Linked DNA regions of Rattus norvegicus: region 1 is linked to region 2. The links are chromatin contacts, called in public HiChIP or PLAC-seq maps. All regions are on one chromosome and are shown on one strand. Each heading gives the region's core, a stretch centred on a gene start, on an enhancer-like site or on the middle of the called end of the contact. The rest is flanking DNA. Distances are from core to core; before and after follow the strand shown.

Region 1 (4,728 bases), core at 1,643-4,142, 220 kb before region 2:
GCATGAACTCCAAAATACAGTATTTCCAGGGCAGCATCTGGAGTTCCGTGAAACCCACAGAGAACAAAACAAAACACATTAGAATCAGGAATGTGAAAGTGATGGTTCTCAAAAAAAAAAAAAAAATCAATCTGGAAGCAGACCACTGTGGTCAGTGGGAGTCTACCTGGGAAAAGGAGGGAGGCGAACGGGCCCCTCCCCCGCCCCAGCCCTGGTCACTAAGGCAGCGGCAGTGGGGGAAGAGTTGCACGCTCAGGTACAGTGAAGGTCTGCCTGAGGCTGCGGGAGAGAGCCAGGTCACCCGGAATGGGTGTGGAGAGATAACAGGAGTCTACACGGATTTGTGCTTTAGGAAAACCAAAGAGGCCAAAATGAAGACCAACATGAGTTTAGCTCCTATAGCCAGGAACTATATGAGAGCAGCCCTGGGAGAGCGGTGGTTGGCCCTGGGGACCAAGGAGGTCAGCAATGATTTTAGGTGATGTTGACTGTTCTGTGTGCGGTCTGGGGGCACAATGCCCACTGAGACTAAGGGTACTTCTACAGCGCTAGAAGTGGACTGCCCCCAATTTATGGCAACAGAAGGTTTCTTGGCTAATGGGGACCAGTTATGGATTTCGCTAATTGACAGGAGTCTGGTAAAAAGTTGTGAACTTTCTGAAACTCGCCATGTCAGTCTTAATCTACCAATTAGAAAGGGATTTCAGCTTCTTCATTAGGCATTGAAAGCTCTACCTACATATATGCTAGGAAAAACAGCTGGAAAACATGGCAGATGGACTCTTCCAAAAGAGACAACTATCTATGCTCTGGTGTCTGGGGACTGTTGGCAAGCTGTACTCTGTGGCCTGTTTCTAAGGACCACTTCAGGCGGATGCTGGGCTGTAGCACCTGGAGGCAGCAGGGCTGTCAGAGCAGCCTTTCCTCTGGATGCCGTTCTGGTTCCTTAGCCAGCAGGGGCCTGCTCCTGTGTCCTTAGCTGTAAATATAGTTTAGGACAATTGACCCCAGACAGATACAGTCCTTTGCTTAGAAAACAGGTAGAAGAAACCTGAGTCCTCAATGGCTTGGCCTCTTAATGCCAAGCAGGCCCCTTTTGGAAGCATTTGAGTGATCTAATGTGGCTTTGAAAGAGAGTAAGGCCAAGAAGACGGGTGGAGGAGCTTGTTCTAGATCACTCGTGTTGTTGGGGTGAGAGGTGGGGTGATGTCATAGGAGCCTCCAGGCCACCTGAGGAAATTCTCTGGTTTGGCTGTGGCTTTACTTCAGACTTTCATAGCAGAAGTGTTTGAATTCTTATGCCACAATATTGTCATACCAGGGGATTTTCTAGAGGCAAGTTAAGGCTTTCTGGGTAAAGAAAACAATTCCAGATGATACTGCGACAGGATGCTGAAGTGACATGCTTCCTAAGAACTGTCTCGTGTGCCTAAAGGAAGAAAATGCAGGCGGTTCCTTCAACTCCACAAGTCCTGTTTCCACCCCCCACACCCCTTCTTCTTTTAAAACTGTCACTCAAGTCAGGATCAAGGCCACAGGAAAAGAAAAGCCTCTCACATCTCTAACACCTGCTTCCGGGGCAAAAATAAACACATGTTCTGTACCTCCGGAGCTGGCAAACTCTATCTCAAGTCAGTCGCTTACAAAGAGAGCTCTTATCCGGATGCAGCCAGATAAGCTCCGCTACTCAGAAGCTTCAGCTGAGTTCAGAAACAGCCTGCACAGGAGGGACTTCTGTCTTGGCAACCATCCACACTTTGCCTGGTCACAATGAAGGCTGGAGATGCTCTCCTCATGACTGGTGGCCCTTCTCTGCTCCAGTCACAGGACTACCCTCAGAATAGCAAGGAAACGGTCATAACAGTGAAGACTAGGAAGAGAGGTCAAAGACAGGGCCCTGGATGCTGTCTCGGGTCCTAACTCGGAGAGGCTGAATGCACACGCTCCTTCTCTCTCAAAATGAACTTAGGGGTTGGGATTCGCCCCTTCTACGTCAGCCTCAGATACACTTAGAGATGACAGAGGGAATGATTCACAAGAGGGTGAGACAGCCTTAGAGACGATGTAGAATGAGGTAACGGGTTCAGAGAGGCGAAGTGACCTGAGTCAGAGTCAGCGGGGATGAGAAACTGGGTCTCCTGACCCTGGCTCTGTAACACCACGTGAATAAAGGAAGACAGTAGATCCTACGGTTCTGTGAGTATACGATGTCACAGAAACGAGAGGAACACACTGACAGGCTTTCCACCTCCACTCGGCTCTGGCAGGAAAGGACGGGTTTTCAGTCTGCAAGCCTCCCTGCTAGCTGTGCAGTTTTGAGATTTTTTTCCAAGCTAGGTAATCCTAATTTGACTGAAGTTCATGTTTTCCAATTATTTGCGAAGTTGGGAATATAACTGGAGTAATATAGGTGCACTCCCCACTTGAGTCTTAATGTTATTCCTGCCATAGAACTGTCTACATCTATGTAATTTATACCTTGATTTAAAAAACAGAATAAATGCTCTCTAAAAATTCAGCCTTTGGTCCAAGTAAGTACTTGGTAGCCAGCAGACAGGTCACATCATTATCAGGAATGGATGACTTTGGGAAGAAAACAAGGAAGCCCAGAGGAAGGAAAGTGGCTGACCTACATAGAGGGCTGTTTCCTCATTCATTAGTCAAGCTGGCACCTCCACAGCCATGCCTCTGTCCTCTCAATCTGGGTCAAACAAGAATTTCCCTGTCCGACTGCCATGGTCACGGTCTCATTTCCATGTCTGAGAGCCCAAAGCTTGAATAAAGAGCTTCAGTTGATTTCATGTGAAGCAAAATGGAACGCCAGTGCCATTCAGAGTGACGCACTGAAGGAGGCTTCAGCTGGCACAAGTCCCTTCCCCCAGTCCCAGGGCTGGGTCTCCAGGAGTGTGGCAGCACTGGCTCTCCCCAGCAGGCCTCCAGGGCTATGCACGGACCAGGCTCCCAGGACAGCCTCCCACCTGCTCCTAAAGTGACTACAGGGCTGACTTTCTCTGAAGCAGGTGGCACCCAAGCCAGTGCTTTGCCAGGACTTGGGAAGAGATGACCTCGGGCAAGCGGAGGGAGCCCCTTACTTCCGGGCACAGTGACTCAGCTCTATGGCCTTATTCCTCTCATTACAAGTCTTCAGGGATGAAGGCAGTAAGCAGGAACTATGTGTGAGTCTTCTAGAGTATAGCTGTGGTAGGGTGGAGGGAAAATCGACAGAGGAGGATTCGCTTCCAAATTGAGGGATGAATGATAAAGTGCCAATCTGTGCTAAGAGAAATGCAACAGAGAAATGGCCACCATTAGAGGGGCACAGTGACAGGATTTGGTGGGTTTGAGAAATGACAGCAAAGAGCAGACAGGAGGCCACAGAGATCTCAGTGTCCGGAGAGAATGACTACTGATGACTGGGGTGATCTAGTGATTGTCAGAAAACAATGCTCCATGTACAGGCTTCCTATCAGTCTCTCGGGCCACTGCCCATGCTCTATTCCACCCCAGCCCCGAGGTGTTCAGCTGGTTCCTTTAGCAGCCACACAAACCCACACCTACATCTCAGTCTGTCCTGGTGCCAATGGAGACGAAGCAGAACAAACAGTGATGCGTCCAGGCCATTCGCCCATAGTCGGATTCAATTCCCCAGAGCAATGGACTTTCCAAAGTGCAGGTTCTTAGGGACTCAAGTACCACAGGGTTCCAGAAGGGCACTTGAACCCTAGGGTAAGAAGTCTGCTTGAGAAGACATTTTTAGAAAGATTTACCCAACAGACAACACACAGAGTCTATTTAAGTATAAACCAACTTCAAAAGAACACCCCCTTTCTCTTAGCCGGAAATACACTTCTTCAAACTCACATCCAAATTTTGGGTTGTTTGGTATCAGTTAGATCTTGGGTAGAACTGGGATGAAAAACTAAAAATTACAAGAGACTGATTAAGACTCTCAAATCTCTCTCTATGAAATGGGGAGGGGGAAATGCAGTGAATGGCATTTACATGCTCAGCCTGGAGGTGGAGCCCAGGCGTCCCTGGAAGGATGAACTGGTGGTCATCGCAGCAATCTACCTGGTCCAATCCCCCACTTACTAGGGGAAGAGAGTCAAGTCCGAAGGGACTTAGCCAGGGTCATACAGCCGGGAGAAGCAGAGCCAGGGCTCAGCTCCAGTCTTCTCCCCTTTAGGGAGATCACAACACAAGGGCAGCCATACAATAGGCTGCTTTGGAGGTCTCTGGGAGCAAAGAGACACTGTGGCTTATGAGTGGCAATTAAAGGAGCCACCGAGATCTTTCTAACTTAAAGGCGTAGGAGTATGGTGTTTCCCTCAGTTTGCTGGATGATGAGAATTCCCTGGGGCACTTGTCAAAAATTAAAATCCCCAGAGCCCTTCCCGAATCCACTGAGTCAGCCTCTCTAAGGGGAGGGATCTGGGAGGCTGAATTTTTAGACAAGTGCCCCATGCAACTCTCAGCGGCAGCAAGACGAAGACAGAGGTGTCTTGGGAGACAGTGGGAAGGAAAACTTGGCTTTTGATCAGAGAACTTCCTTTGCTTCACAGGCAAAGTTCAGGCCCAGGAAGCCCCAGGTCCTCGGACTCCCAAGCTGAGTGATGTCTTCAGCACTAGAGATATGACTTCTTGGTGGGGACTCTGGTAGGGCGCCTACAACCATCACAAAGTGACGTACATCCTTCACTGTTCTCAGGGAAAGGCCTTTGACTGGCA
Region 2 (4,630 bases), core at 672-3,171:
GCCCTCACACCGGGCTTCTTTCAGAACGGTTTAAGCAGGGTCTCCTAACAGTAAGGAGCTCGTCCCAGCCTGGCTCTCAGTGTGCTCCTGGTACAGAGCTGGGTGGCTGCTCTTTGTTCTCACTCCACTACCCCGACTCAAATACTGTAATTAAAGCACTCCTGTGGGAACGGGTTGTATACACAGGATTAAAACACAACCCGTGGCCTGCCTGTCAGTGGTGAAAGCCCTCACCTTCAGGCTCTGATTTCTGTCCTCTTGTCAGCCCTGAAATACTCATTTTCTTGTAGTCAAAGTGCTTTCTAAGGACAAGTATGTTTCTTATACTTGTCGCCAAGATCTATAGCCCACAAATCCTAAAATGTTTCACCACCACCACCACCATTACCACCACCACCACCATTACCACCACCACCATCGTCATCACCATCATCATCATCTTGTAGTTATTATTTTGAGGCTTTGGGCCTTACATAGCTCAAGTTGGATTTCCAATTCCTTGTCTAGCAGAGGATGGCCTTGAATTCCTGGTCTAATTTCCCCCACTTTGCACGTGTTGGGATTATAGGTCAGAAACTTTTAAATGACTTTATCATAATATCCTCCTCCTCCTCCTCCTCCTCCTCCTCCTCATCATCATCATCGCCATTAGTGTGTATGTGTGTTGGCACACTGGGGGGGGTGTGGTGGTCAGAGGTCAGCTTTGTGGACTTGGGCTCTGCTTTCCCAAAGGATTTGTGGGGATTGAACTGAGGTCACCACACTTGCTCAGTAAGTGCTCTACCCACTGAGCCATCTGCTTAGCCAGATTTTTATTTCTATTATTTGTTTGTTTGTTTGTTTGTTTGAAGTAGAGTCTCACTCTGGTGGTCAGGATAGCCCAGGACTCACTGTGTTGTCCAAGATAGCCTTGGACTTTCTATAATTTTCTCGTCTCTGCCTCCAGAGTGCTGGGATTGTAGGCTTGAACCACCACGCTGGCCAAAATCCTAAAGTATTTCCTATTTGGAACTTTTACACAAGTTTGACAATTTTTTTTTCTTTTTTGGTCTTTTCATCGTTTCTAAAGGCATTATGATGTCATCGTGTAGTGTCGTTTTTTGCACAATGTCTGTCTGATGAAATGAGTGTGCATCTCTGAGCACAACTGCTAGGTCTTAAGGTGTTGGTCTTTGTCTTTTTGAAAACTATTTCCCAAGAAAGAGGCTGAGCTGGCTCATACTCTGTCCAAGGTCCGCATGCCTCGGCCTGTTGCTCCACAGCCTCTGCTGTTAACAGCCGGACACTTGCCAATCTGATAAAGGAAACACAGGACTCATTGTAGCCTGAATTTGCTATTCTCTCATTACAATAAGAATTAGCATTTTAAGTCTAAACAGTTATTTTTAATTAACTAAACAACAAATAATCAATAAACAAACACATTTAGGAAAGAGGGTCCCATTCTGTAGCCCAGACTAATCGGAACTCATTATGGATGGAGCACACACTGGGGATCTGATCTGGAACTGCTGTCTAATCCTCCTGATCCAGCTTTCTAAGACTTGGCACTACAAGCATGAGCCACCACCGCTCCTGGATTATTTTATTTTATCGACTTATCTTTGCTGGGTTGGGGATCGAATCCAGGGTCTCCAGCATGCTTAGGGAAGCACTCCATCATCGAGCTCCCTTTTAAAATTTCCTCCAGAGCAATTTTCTCCGGTCCAGTCCATTCAGGAAGCGGGACTTGGCCTCAGGCTGAGGACTGGCAGCGGGGGGTGAAGGGCGTGGCTCACCGGGAGGCTGAGGCACTGGACCCCCCCACCCCCCTTCAGCCCTCCCTCTTCCCACTGTGGTCTCGGAGCTCCGCCCAGAGTCCTCCCGGGGCTGTCCGGGGCGGAGCCCTGGGGCCAGTGGGCGGAGCTGAGCGCCTGATTTATTCCCCTGTGAGAGGAGCGGACGCAGGAACTCTCCGGTCCCAGCATCGGAGCTTGTGGACCATTTCCCGCGTCCCGCAGCATGCAGTTCTCCCGTGTGCTGGCCGCGCTGTGCGGTGTGCTGCTCTGCGCCTCCGGCCTCTTCGCTGCGTCCGGTGAGTCCCTCTGGCCTCGCCCCTCTTCTGCCCGCCGCTCGGAAGTTCTCAGCGGGGCCCTCCCTCTATCTTTACTGTTGACAAACTTGAGCAAAGCCTGGAGGGGGACGCTCAGGGGCTGCATCCGGGTAGGAGAGGCGAACGTGCTTCTGCGTGCTCTGCCCTGGGGCCTTGAGGCTGTGATCCTAGCTTTTGCACCGAGCGGTGACCCTGGACACCCGGTGACAGCCCAGCCTCCCCCGGGGATGTGACTTACACATAACAAAGGAATCCGCTGCGTCCTGCCTCTTTTTACCGCGTCTGTAAAATGAGGCCACCGAACTGTGTCTGCTTTCCAATCCTAACAATTTGGGAGAATATAGTACTCTTGTGAGGGTACATCTCCAGTTAACTTAACCAGAAACTCTCTTCTGAACCCACCTGGCTAGAAAATCCAATGAACTTCTGTGCCCCACTTGTTGGTGTTTGATCAGATAAGGGAAGAAAGGACTGAGGGGCCCGTGCGAGAGACTGACTATAGGTGGGGCGGGTCTGGAACTTAGAAAAGGGATTCCTGCCCCCGGCTGGCCTTGGCCGGCTGCTTTATCTCCCCTAGCCCTCCTCCTCCGCTCTGAGGTCCCCGGTAGAAGTCTGGGCCTCTTGCGGGATGCTTGTGGAGAGTTCATCATGAAAAAGCAGTGCCCACGTGGGGCCGGTGAGCGGCTCAAGCAGCCTCGACATCGTTTCTCATAGAAATGGGACTGGCGAGATCACAGGCAGGAGCGATCACAGCTAGGCTCAGCTCTGTCGGCCTAGCACAGGATCTGACCTCGGGATTGGAGCTGAAGGCATTGGGTGCTCCAAGCTTTCACGAACTGGGAACTGCTAGTCTGTTCACTCAGCTGGAAAGATGCCTGGGGTCTCCTCTGATCCTTTTTACCCCTTATCTTTGCCTTCTCCACAACATTGCCAAATGTTCTTGGAGACACTTCCCAGAGCAGGACCCTGAAGTCCCATAGGATTTATAGAGGAGCTGGCCTCTCCGGGTCTCATATGCAGGTGGCCAGCCTCAGTCCCAACGCTGCTGCTGGCCACCTTCCACTTTCTGATTTCCTCTCTGGACCCTTGGTTTGGTTCCAGGTGCAGCTGTAGGGAAGGCTAGAAGCTGGGCCCTTGTTGGTATGGGGTGCCTAGGCCTTGGCGGATCCAGAGTCTCCATGTGAGGCTGTGTCTGTGCCCTTCCAGGTCAGAGGGGATTAACCTGCTATTTAAAGCAAGTGACTAATAGTTCTGCCACAGCGCCTTAGGATCCCCAGGCCCTTGCCGAGGGAGCTGTGTGGGCTGGTGCTCATTAATGGTGTTGCCTGCCTGCAGCTTGGGAGTCTGAGCTCCCTGGGGCCTTGAGCTTTGAGGAGGGCCCTTGTGCTTTGGGTGGGCAGCTGTGGGGAGGAGAAGAGATCTCTGAGGTTTGATTCCAGTGCCGAGTTTGGGGTGGAGTCTAGTAGGACAAAGGGGAGCTGCTGTTCAGTGATTGGTGCCAGTGTCAGGGTACCAGAGATAGATGGGAGTAGGGTAAGCTTCTGAGACAGGGTCTTCTAGTCCCTGTTTGGACATGGAGATGGGGCGGGGTTTGCCAGCGCTTGGCTGAGCTGCATAGTCCGTCAGTTCACAGGCCAGGTGAACTCAGCCCCAGCTTACCCCACCTCTCTTCCTCTGTTCTCCGTTCTGGTTGACGGTGCACATCCGTCACTCAAGGTGCTCCCAAAGCTCCCGGGATCTCTCCAGCTTTCCTCCACCTCTTCAGTTCCTGTTCTACGAAGCCTCTCGAATTCACCTGCTCATGTTCCCTTTGTCCTAATGTGTCATTCAGCCTGTGAGCTGGGTCTGCTGCCACCAGACCTGCACTTCTTAGCTTGTCAGCCTTGTCCTGGGGTTTTTAGCTTTCCTCCTTTCAAACTTCAATCTGGCTTCAGAGAGGGAGAGGGAGATGGAGAGAGAAAGGGAGAGGGAGACAGACAGACAGACACACACACAGAGACAGACACAGAGAGACAGACAGACAGGCAGACACATATACACAGAGACAGACAGACAGACACATACACATGGAGACAGACAGACAGACACACACACACACACAGAGTGGTGGGGTGTCTGAGACTTGTCAGCCAATGCTGGGGAGACTTAAGGAAGATTAAAAAGCCGTTGACAGACTGTGGCATGCAAAATCTGAACTTGTCGTTCTTAAGGTCCCTCTTCTTCCGGTCCGAGTCCAGTCACATCTGAACCGTTCTCCAACTTGCCACGCCCTCAGCGTGTCTGCTTCTCTCTAGACTATTATTTTCCTGTTCCTTGTCATCTTTTTCATTCTGACTTAAAAAAAAAAAGTGTTTGCTTTCTTGTCTATGTATGTGTATGAGCCCGAGTGTATTATAATTGGCACTGCGGGCATGCAGGACCCTCAGAGGTCAGAAGAGGACCGTAGACCCTCTGAAACAGAAGTTCTAGGTGGTTGTAAAACACCATGTAGGTGCTGAGAACCAAACCAGGCTTCTCTGTCAGAGCAGTAAGTGCTCT

Evidence for each region. HiChIP or PLAC-seq counts read pairs in DNA pulled down with a chosen protein or histone mark.
Region 1: a contact with region 2 is called in an H3K27ac HiChIP or PLAC-seq map of oligodendrocytes, with 8 times the contacts expected there. The contact joins the enhancer-like site here to the promoter of Mfge8 in region 2. A contact is called at or near these places in 1 of 12 Hi-C or Micro-C datasets (liver) and 1 of 1 datasets of contacts at active chromatin or transcription factors (oligodendrocytes).

The regions. Positions count from the first base shown.
Region 1 is chr1:142,707,700-142,712,427 of GRCr8, reverse strand. It overlaps Abhd2 (abhydrolase domain containing 2, acylglycerol lipase), which reads right to left. Exons shown (of 11, transcript NM_001106275.1): 11 at 4,536-4,728. Among named protein-coding and RNA genes, the nearest start is that of Rlbp1, 22 kb to the left of the region's middle. Within about 2 kb of position 2,892, at least 45 of the 93 cell types and tissues checked have an H3K27ac peak or open chromatin away from gene starts, as enhancers often do.
Region 2 is chr1:142,486,722-142,491,351 of GRCr8, reverse strand. Mfge8 (milk fat globule EGF and factor V/VIII domain containing) reads left to right here and starts at 1,921. Exons shown (of 9, transcript NM_012811.3): 1 at 1,921-2,074. The coding sequence starts at 2,002.